2 separate regions of the Sus scrofa genome follow, and region 2 is linked to region 1. The links are chromatin contacts, called in public promoter capture Hi-C maps. All regions are on one chromosome and are shown on one strand. Each heading gives the region's core, a stretch centred on a gene start, on an enhancer-like site or on the middle of the called end of the contact. The rest is flanking DNA. Distances are from core to core; before and after follow the strand shown.

Region 1 (4,106 bases), core at 639-3,138:
AGCATTATTGGTCAAGATACCCAAGCAGTTTGTATAGTTTCTGTCACTAGTATTACATAGTTTTCTGGTCAGCGTGTGTGATCTTTGTGTCTCTTTTTGCCAAGCACATTCTCATTTTCTTGCTCAAAGACAGATCTAGTTTCTGATGGAAACATTTTTTGTTCCTTATCTTTCTTCTACAAGGGATAAGATTTGTTGTTTTTGTAAGAAATGAGATGCAGGAAAAAAAAAAAAAAAAAAAAAAAAAAAACACCACAAAACACTCCACTCCTACCCACCCCTCCCCACCCCCAGTCCAATGAGTGGATACCACTTAAGATAGGAGTCTTCACAGGGAGAAGACAATACCAAGAGCTTGTATTGTTACCTTAATCACCTTACTAGCAATGTGTGGCTTTAAGAATTTTAAACATTTTCAGTCTTAGTTTGCAAATTGGCATTTCAGACTTACCAAGATAAAAACATCCACCCATGTCTGTGTATATGTGCTCAGTGTGGCTTTAGAGCCTGTCCCTGGGGCTTAACATTACTGGCCCTGACAGGATGGGGGAAGCCCCTGGAATTAAGTGAGCATCTGGCCCAGGTCACAGTGGCCTGACCTCAGATCAGCTTAAGGCTTTAGGTCCTCTCAGAATTTGTATTTCCAACTTCTCCCCTTCGGGGTGAGAGAGGAAGTGGGAAGGGTTAGGTACAGCCACTCTAGGCTCAGCAGGACACTAGATCATTCCAGAGTTTTCAGTCGCTTCCAGGAAGTGATACTACAGTCAGTGCTCAGCTAAAATCCCCAGGCCCAGGAATAACTCCACTTAAACAGTTGTGACCATCCATCGTCCTCCACTAGAGGGGCTGAGCTTGACTGCCTAGAGCCAGGCAAGCACAGTAGTGTGTGTTTTCTTCAGCATTATTATGCAAAACCCACTGGTTAGGGTGATTTATTTTAGGATAGGAAATGAAATTGCCTCTCAGTGACAGGAATGACCCAAGCCTGCTTCCTATTTCGATTTTTTTTTTTTTTAAACTGATGGATGGTGCAGCATGTCTACATGGTTGTTTGTTGCTAAACTTTATATAATGTGTGGTTTTGATTCAGCTTGAAAAATAATCTCACTACATGTAGCAGTACATTTTATGTACATTATATGTATTGTTAGTATTTCTGCTTTGAACCCTTGATATTGCAATGGAATTCCAACTTTATTAAATGTATTTGATATGCTAGTTATTGTGTGCGATTTAAACTTTTTTTGCTTTCTCCCTTTTCCGGTTGTGCGCTTCCTTTTACAACAAGCCTCTAGAAACAGTTTCTGAGAATTACTGAGCTTTGTTTGTAATGCAGATGTACTTAGGGAGTATGTAAAATAATCATTTTAACAAAGGAAATAGATATTTAAAATTTAATACTAACTATGGGAAAAGGGTCCATTGTGTAAAACATAGTTTATCTTTGGATTCAATGTTTGTCTTTAGTTTTACAAAGTAGCTTGTATTTTCAGTATTTTCTACATAATATGGTAAAATGTAGAGCAATTGCAATGCATCAATAAAATGGATAAATTTTCTGATTCAAGTGGCTCTCTTTGATTTCTGTTGTAAGTGTTCCAAAGGGTCGGTAATAGGCATCTTTGGAATGGCCAGGTCCATTGCATCTGAACCTCAGTAGAGTGTTAGAGGCAAATTCATTCTTCATACAGATCTCCACGCAGAAATGAATAGGGGTCGGTAGAGGACGCTTCCCAAGAATGGAGCGTCCAGGGCCCTAACTTAAGATCATCTGGATCTGGCCCTCTGAAAGAGGCACAGACTTCTCACACTGGTTGTAATTAAACTTTGCCTCCTAGCATGTTCCACCAGACATCTAAAGTAGCAGAATGAAAATAAGAATAACCACAAGAAGATACTATTTTTTTCCCAGAGGAGAAGGACATCTGATCAGATTTCTCTTGATTAAAGTGAGTAAAATTTCTCCTGATAAGGAATTAGAGCTTCATTCACTGCAGGTCTCTGAATAAATGCTGTGTTTGTTTGAATTCTTTTGATGCATGTGTTTTAGGACAAGGGTACCTTACGGTGGCCATTAATTCATTTTGGGCTGGCTCCTGCAGTCCTACTTTGGATATGGAAATGAGAAACATTTAGAAAGGCCCTTTGGGGCCATAACCAAGAGAAATGATCCATAATCTCTTCTCTCCTATTGGTAGGGAAGTCAGAATGCATTTATTTTGATTTAGACTCAACATGTTTTTCTGATTTTTTTCCCCCTAAATAGATGAGTGTAAAATTAATGTGAACTCACTCAACACTCCCCAAGTTTGGTAAGAGAATATGCATAGATGATTTCAGGCAAAGGAAGACTATATATAGAAAAGCTCTGCTGTCAGTCTCACGTCTAGATAATCAAGAATTAATTTACTCATTTCTCAATGACCTATTTTTGGGCTTTTTTTTATATAATTGTTTATTTCAATTACATTCTCTTAGGCTAAATCAGAGAGAGATTGAGATAGCCCTCATAAATAATTGAATAGCCCCATGGGGAAGGCTGCATTTTAATCATGAAAATCCCTGTAAATTCAATCTACTTGGCTTGCTTTGTGGAAAATTTTCCTCAAGAGGTGAAGTCTAAGCCTTGGTTTCCCTGTTAATCCTGAGATGACATCAGGTGCTTATTTAGCACAAGGTGGCGCCAATGAGCTCTAGAAGAGGTAGTACAGACGACCTCCAAGGCCTTTTTTCCCATCTCTTCCCCATAACCCTCATCACCCCTGCTTCCGGCTTCCACTAAAGGCAGAAAACAATTCACACTATTTTATTGCCGGTAAAGGAAGGAATTAATGAAGGATGTTTCTTCATTCAGCACTGGGAGCATTCTGAAACAGGAACAGAGTTTGCTGTTTTCTCTGGGGCCTCTGCCTCCTGCTGCTAGCATCTTTTCCTTGGTGACTGCCCAGAAGGCCTTTGCCCTGGGGTTTCCAATCTCCTTCCCTTCTTCTGGGGAGCCTACCAGCCCAGGCGGGAGGTGGTTAAGGCTTCTGGCTTCTCTGTAACAGGGCCATCTGTGTTTGATCAATCCAGGCGGAAGGGAGGGGGTGGCGGCCCGTAAGGAGACTGAAAGCATTCCAGAGTAGTGAGGGAGACTGGGAGATCCAGAAAGAGAGGAGGCACCGCCCCCAGCCCGCCTCCAAAGCTAGCCGCGCCGCCCGCTAGAGTGGAGGAGGCTGGCCGCACGACTGCACGCTGCCGGGCCCTGCTCTCCCGCTGCCATGGGGCCCCGCACTCCTGTCCTCATCCTGGTCCTTTTGTCGTGGTCGGGACCCATTCAAGGACAGCAGCAGCACCTTGTGGAGTACATGGAACGCCGACTAGCTGCTTTAGAGGTAAGTGACTCCTTCTCTCCTGGCCCCGCCTGGAAGGATTCCACAGCTTCTGTTGATTTGCCCAGTTTGTCGGGGATCTGGGGATGACTAGTTAGGGCTCTGTAAGAACCTACAGAAAACTCCCTCTTTTAATAAGAGGACCTTCAAAATGGCAAGCCCTCCTCTTCCCCCACATGCATAGGGCAATTCCAGAGCAGAGACCTTTGCATTTTACCCCTGGGGTTAGATGGGATAAGGGAACAGAGTAGAAATGAGAGCTAGGGTTGTGCGGGTGCATTTCAGGCTGAGCTGATGATTCTGTGAAAGTTGGAAGTTCTCAGCGAATCTGCAACTTTCTGCCTTTTCAACAGTTTGAAGTCTGTAGCAGCCTATTCCTGAGAGGAGGCTTGTATAATGGAGCTGAGACCCCTTCTCACCCTCAGGCGCTCAGACTGCCCCAGAGGCTCAGAAGACTCAGTGGCCCTGCTCACAGAACGCGGGCTGAAGGACAGACGTGGAGACGGGGCCTTGGTGAATCTCAGCCGGGCTCTCTGCACATTTAGCATCTCTGAACATTTGGTTTCCTTTCGGTGGGGGTTGAAGGGGATGTTGATGCCTGGCTGAGTTTGTACTTTTCCCTGTTCCCAACTCCCTGGTTGGGCCTCTCCCTGCCTGGGAGCTGTAACCCTTCAGCCCTCCCTCCTGCTACCCCGTCGTCCCTTCAGGAACGGCTGGCCCAGTGCCAAGACCAGA
Region 2 (4,110 bases), core at 1,288-3,787, 190 kb before region 1:
GACTACTGCCACCCTGATGCCACGGCACAGGGAAAGGATAAGGAAAGAAGTGGGGGAAATGAAGAGCAAAAGGAGAAAGCAACATGATGCAGCTTGGGGATGAAGTCTGAACCAGGATTCAGGAGATCTGGGTTCTACTCCCTATTGTGCCAATGAGTCTTTTTTTTTTTTTTTTTTTTTAATTTTTTTGGGGGATACGTGTTATTGTGATTAGGTTAGACAAGTGCCTTCACTACTTTAGGCCTCAGTTTTCTCTCTTTTACAATACAAATTTGACTTGGATGATCTCTGAGAGTCCCACTAGCTCTGTACAGTTAAAACACACAAAAACACATACACACATGAAAGAAGGTGAGAAATAAAGGTAAAAACAAAAAGAGAGCAAGGTCACTGCATACTGGTGGTGGAAACAGACACTCGTGTCAGTTTGGCATAAGTGCTATTCCTGAGGAATTTGGGTTTGGATACACCAAAAGAAGAAAGATTTAATTCAATTCAATAAAAGCTTATCACACAATTATTTGCAAGGAACTGCAATATCTGAAAATGGCACCACAAAAAAACTTATTAGCCCTAAGTTAAGAACAAATATGTGGGAGAAATCCAAGACTCACCAACTTTAGACTGAAAGACAAGTTCACTAACATGCAATAACTGCCCCAGTACTAAGAAACACAGTATTTTAAATTCTTGATTAGATAACACTAACAAATTATATAAAATCTTATACAAAGTACAAACACAGGGCATAATCAAAATTCTTATTCGCCCTGCCTTTTCTGCTAAAGAGAATGTAAATAAATGCTACAGGTACTAGGAAATAGGAAAACCCAATTTTAGTCAACCTAATTTCTTTGGAACCCACACTCACTTAGATAACTCTTCACTTTCTAGGTTAAATATTCTTGACTCTAGAGAGGATTGCTGGAAATAAATAAACTCTCAATTTGCTGTGCCAGACAGATTAAAATGCAACTACTGAACACTGCCACTTTTCAGAGGTACGGTTGGGCCAATAGTCTAGGATCAAGGAGAGGAAACCTCCCCCACTACTTTTCTGAAAATTAAGCTTGCACATAAAGATTAAAAATGATTTTTTTACCTCCAAGTAAAAAACCAACCAAGATAAACTGCATCTGATATATCACCTTGCAGAAGCTAAGAAAACCAGTGAGTCGAATTGATCTCCGTAAAAATTTAAACTCATTAAAGCCCCAAACCACACTCGTAAATATTTTGGAGCAGAAGAGAGGGAATATTAAAGCTTCCCATCAAGGAAAACGGGAAAAAAGGATTTCAGCGACAAACCTTTACTTTAGACAGGCAGTTTTTAATAACCCACTAATCCCACGCCAAGGACCGCGCGGCGCGGAAAGCCTGGCGAATTTGAAAACAAACGTTGGTAAGGGCTCGGGAGGGGACAAGAGGGTTACTAACTGACAGCTCGGCCTCGAAACGAGGAGCCCCAAGTAGGTCAGACTATGTCAACGGTTTGAAATCCAGGGTCCACCCCAGCAGGCTCAAGGGAGTAGAGCAGCAGGAGGTAAGCAGGGGGGTGGCGTCTTTCAGGGCTAAAGGGGCGGGATATCGCAACAGAGAGAGGAGACCTAGATGGAACTCAAGCTCGGGGCACATCGCCCCCTCTCACCTCTCTTGGGGGCCTTGATTAGAGGCACCCCTCCAGTCCTCTCGCCGTTTTCCTGCTTGTCCTTGTGCTTGAGCTCTCCCGGAACGCAGGAGCTGGGATCACCATCAGAGCCGCGGTGGTGATGGTGCTTGTGCCGCTCCTTGTGGCCCTTATGCTTGGGCCCGGCCGCGCTCACCGTCAGCGGCGAGAAGGTGAAGAGGGCCGAGGTGCCCGGAGCGGGGAGCGGGGCAGCGACAGCGGGCCCGGCGGGTGCCAGCGAAGGTGGCGGCGGAGGCGGCAGGAGCAGAGGCTCAACAGGGCCTGGGACAGTTGGGGCGGCATTCGTTGGCGGCAGCGGCCCGGGATGTTGGCGGCTGCGACGGCGCCGGTGAGGGGGAGCGAGAGGGGGGTCCTGGCTCGGCCGCCCCCGCTTCTCCTGAGACCCCCCACTGCTCGCTCGACGTTGCCGCTTCACTCCCCGTGGCGAGACCCCAGCATGGGGCTTCTCCTTCCCCTCTTTGTCCGGCTCCTCCTGCGCCGCCACCGCCCGTACTACGCGCACCGCTCCGACCTGCGCAGCCATTTCACCCACAAACACACATTTAAATGGCCCGACCGCCCCCCCGTCCGCGTACCGCGCAGGCGCCGCCCGCGCACGGCCCGCTGGGCATTGGAGTCTCTCCCCCACCCTCCACTTCTCGGCCATTCTTCGTCCAGAGCTGAACAAGCCGGAAGCGGCACTTCCCAGCTCTTCTCCGCAGGCCCCGCCGACCCAGCTCTATTGTAAAGCACCCTGGGCCGCGCAGAGCCTCACGGGAGCGGTAGTTCCCCCGCGCCCCCTCCGCGTCGCTGGCTCGGCAAGCGGAGGAGCAGAAAGAGAGCGTGCGCCGAGTCACGCTTCGGGATGCGACGCAACCGCCAAGCCCCGCCTTAACGGCCGAAACAATGTTAATGGCTTTCGGAGTCTGTCGGCGCGTTCCCATTATCGTCTCCGTTTGCCCCTTCGTCGTTTAACACAGAGGAGGTGTCTCCATAGTTACTTTTAAATTTCCTCTTCCTTCCATAACCTTTGTGAGGTAAAAGAATCTCCGGCCTTTTACCCTTGGACAAGCGTTGAGATGCGGAGGAAAGGGGCACTTAGTAATGTGCTCTGAGGGCGATTTTGCTTTAAAATAGAGCGGAACTGCAAATCAGACATTTTTGAACCTCTTCCTAGCCACCGATTGCTATGGTTACAAGTAGAGGCGCGACGAGGCAGGTGCAAGAACTGCTTGAGAGACTGATGAGCGCCGCCCCAGCTCGCGGTCGAGCCCCATCCCAGCTAGTGCTTGGAAGGGTCGAGTCCATCTCTACAGTTAAGAAAAAATTCTAGATGGAAAAGCGTGTTTAGGAATTTAAGGTTTTTTCAAATCGTTTAAGTATAAGGTTGCATAAACTTGAGAAGTGTGCCTCCCAGAGAACACTCCAGAAATCGTCACTGCTCCCCAAGGTTTCTGGACAGAAATTTATTTACAATTTCGCCATCGCGTTAGGATTTTATCTCCTTGATAAAGATATTCGGAAGTAATAGATTACAATAAAGTACTCAGATAAAATCACTGTGGTTTGGTACCTCTAGTGCCTCAAGAAGGATTCAACTCAACGAACACTAAAGTTAGTTTAAAAACAGAAGTTTATTGAGCACCTGTTGTATACATTACACAATAAACAGGTAATATTTCATCCAATGTGTGCCTTCGTTGGGATTGCTAATGAAAAATATTGAAGAACAAATACTGTCTTAAGTATTTGATTTTTAGAGAGTTTATAAAAATTTTAAATGAAATCGTTGAGGGGAATTCAGCAGAATGCTTAATTATTACCTGCTAATTTATTTGTTACATAAAATTAGATAAACTTTCTTAACACAGAGCCATATTCACATAGAAAAAAAAATTTAAGTAGTAGTACCTCTGATGAGCTGAATATAAATTGTCCATGTTTATTTATATAGGACTTTTGAGATGAAAAAAAAAATGCTATCAAAAGATAGCTACTTTGTTGATTATTCTTCTAGATTTAGTAATTGAATAATTTCACCTAAAACTCATCAGAAATGTAACTGAACTCTTGTTATTTGGTGTATCCATATAAAAGATTGATTACTGGCATTACACACATATTTTATTCTCTTAAATATAACTTCTTTTCTTACTACTCTTTATTTCCCACAACATTTAGAAAGATGTATACTCCATTTAGGCAAAAATAACTCCCAGAGAATAGTCATTGTCACAAGCAGTAATTTTGTACTGTAACCACAAAGTAAGATTTTTTCAAAACGCTATTTATAGTCATTTCTGGCAGTATCCGACATTTAATTGAGATCCAATTCTTACAAGTCTTTTAGTTTCTATTTAGGTAGAAAAGTAAAGTAAAATAAAAATAACTTCCAAAAATGGAAAATAAGTCCATTCTAAAACTTTCTTATACAGCATTCTTTA

Evidence for each region. Promoter capture Hi-C pulls out the DNA fragments that hold promoters and counts their contacts.
Region 2: a contact with region 1 is called in a promoter capture Hi-C map of fetal liver, with 2.3 times the contacts expected there. The contact joins the promoter of RSBN1 here to the promoter of OLFML3 in region 1. A contact is called at or near these places in 1 of 5 promoter capture datasets (fetal liver) and 1 of 2 datasets of contacts at active chromatin or transcription factors (alveolar macrophages).

Annotation. Positions count from the first base shown.
Region 1 is chr4:106,568,868-106,572,973 of Sscrofa11.1, reverse strand. It overlaps OLFML3 (olfactomedin-like protein 3), which reads left to right and starts at 1,888. Exons shown (of 3, transcript XM_021090022.1): 1 at 1,888-3,374; 2 at 3,725-4,106. It overlaps HIPK1 (homeodomain-interacting protein kinase 1), which reads left to right. Exons shown (of 16, transcript XM_021090012.1): 16 at 1-1,565. The region is part of intron 2 of LOC102157897 (a long non-coding RNA gene); the gene reads right to left.
Region 2 is chr4:106,757,273-106,761,382 of Sscrofa11.1, reverse strand. RSBN1 (round spermatid basic protein 1) reads right to left here and starts at 2,537. Exons shown (of 7, transcript XM_021090720.1): 1 at 1,649-2,537. The coding sequence starts at 2,333. It overlaps PTPN22 (tyrosine-protein phosphatase non-receptor type 22), which reads right to left. Exons shown (of 21, transcript XM_021090719.1): 21 at 3,282-4,110.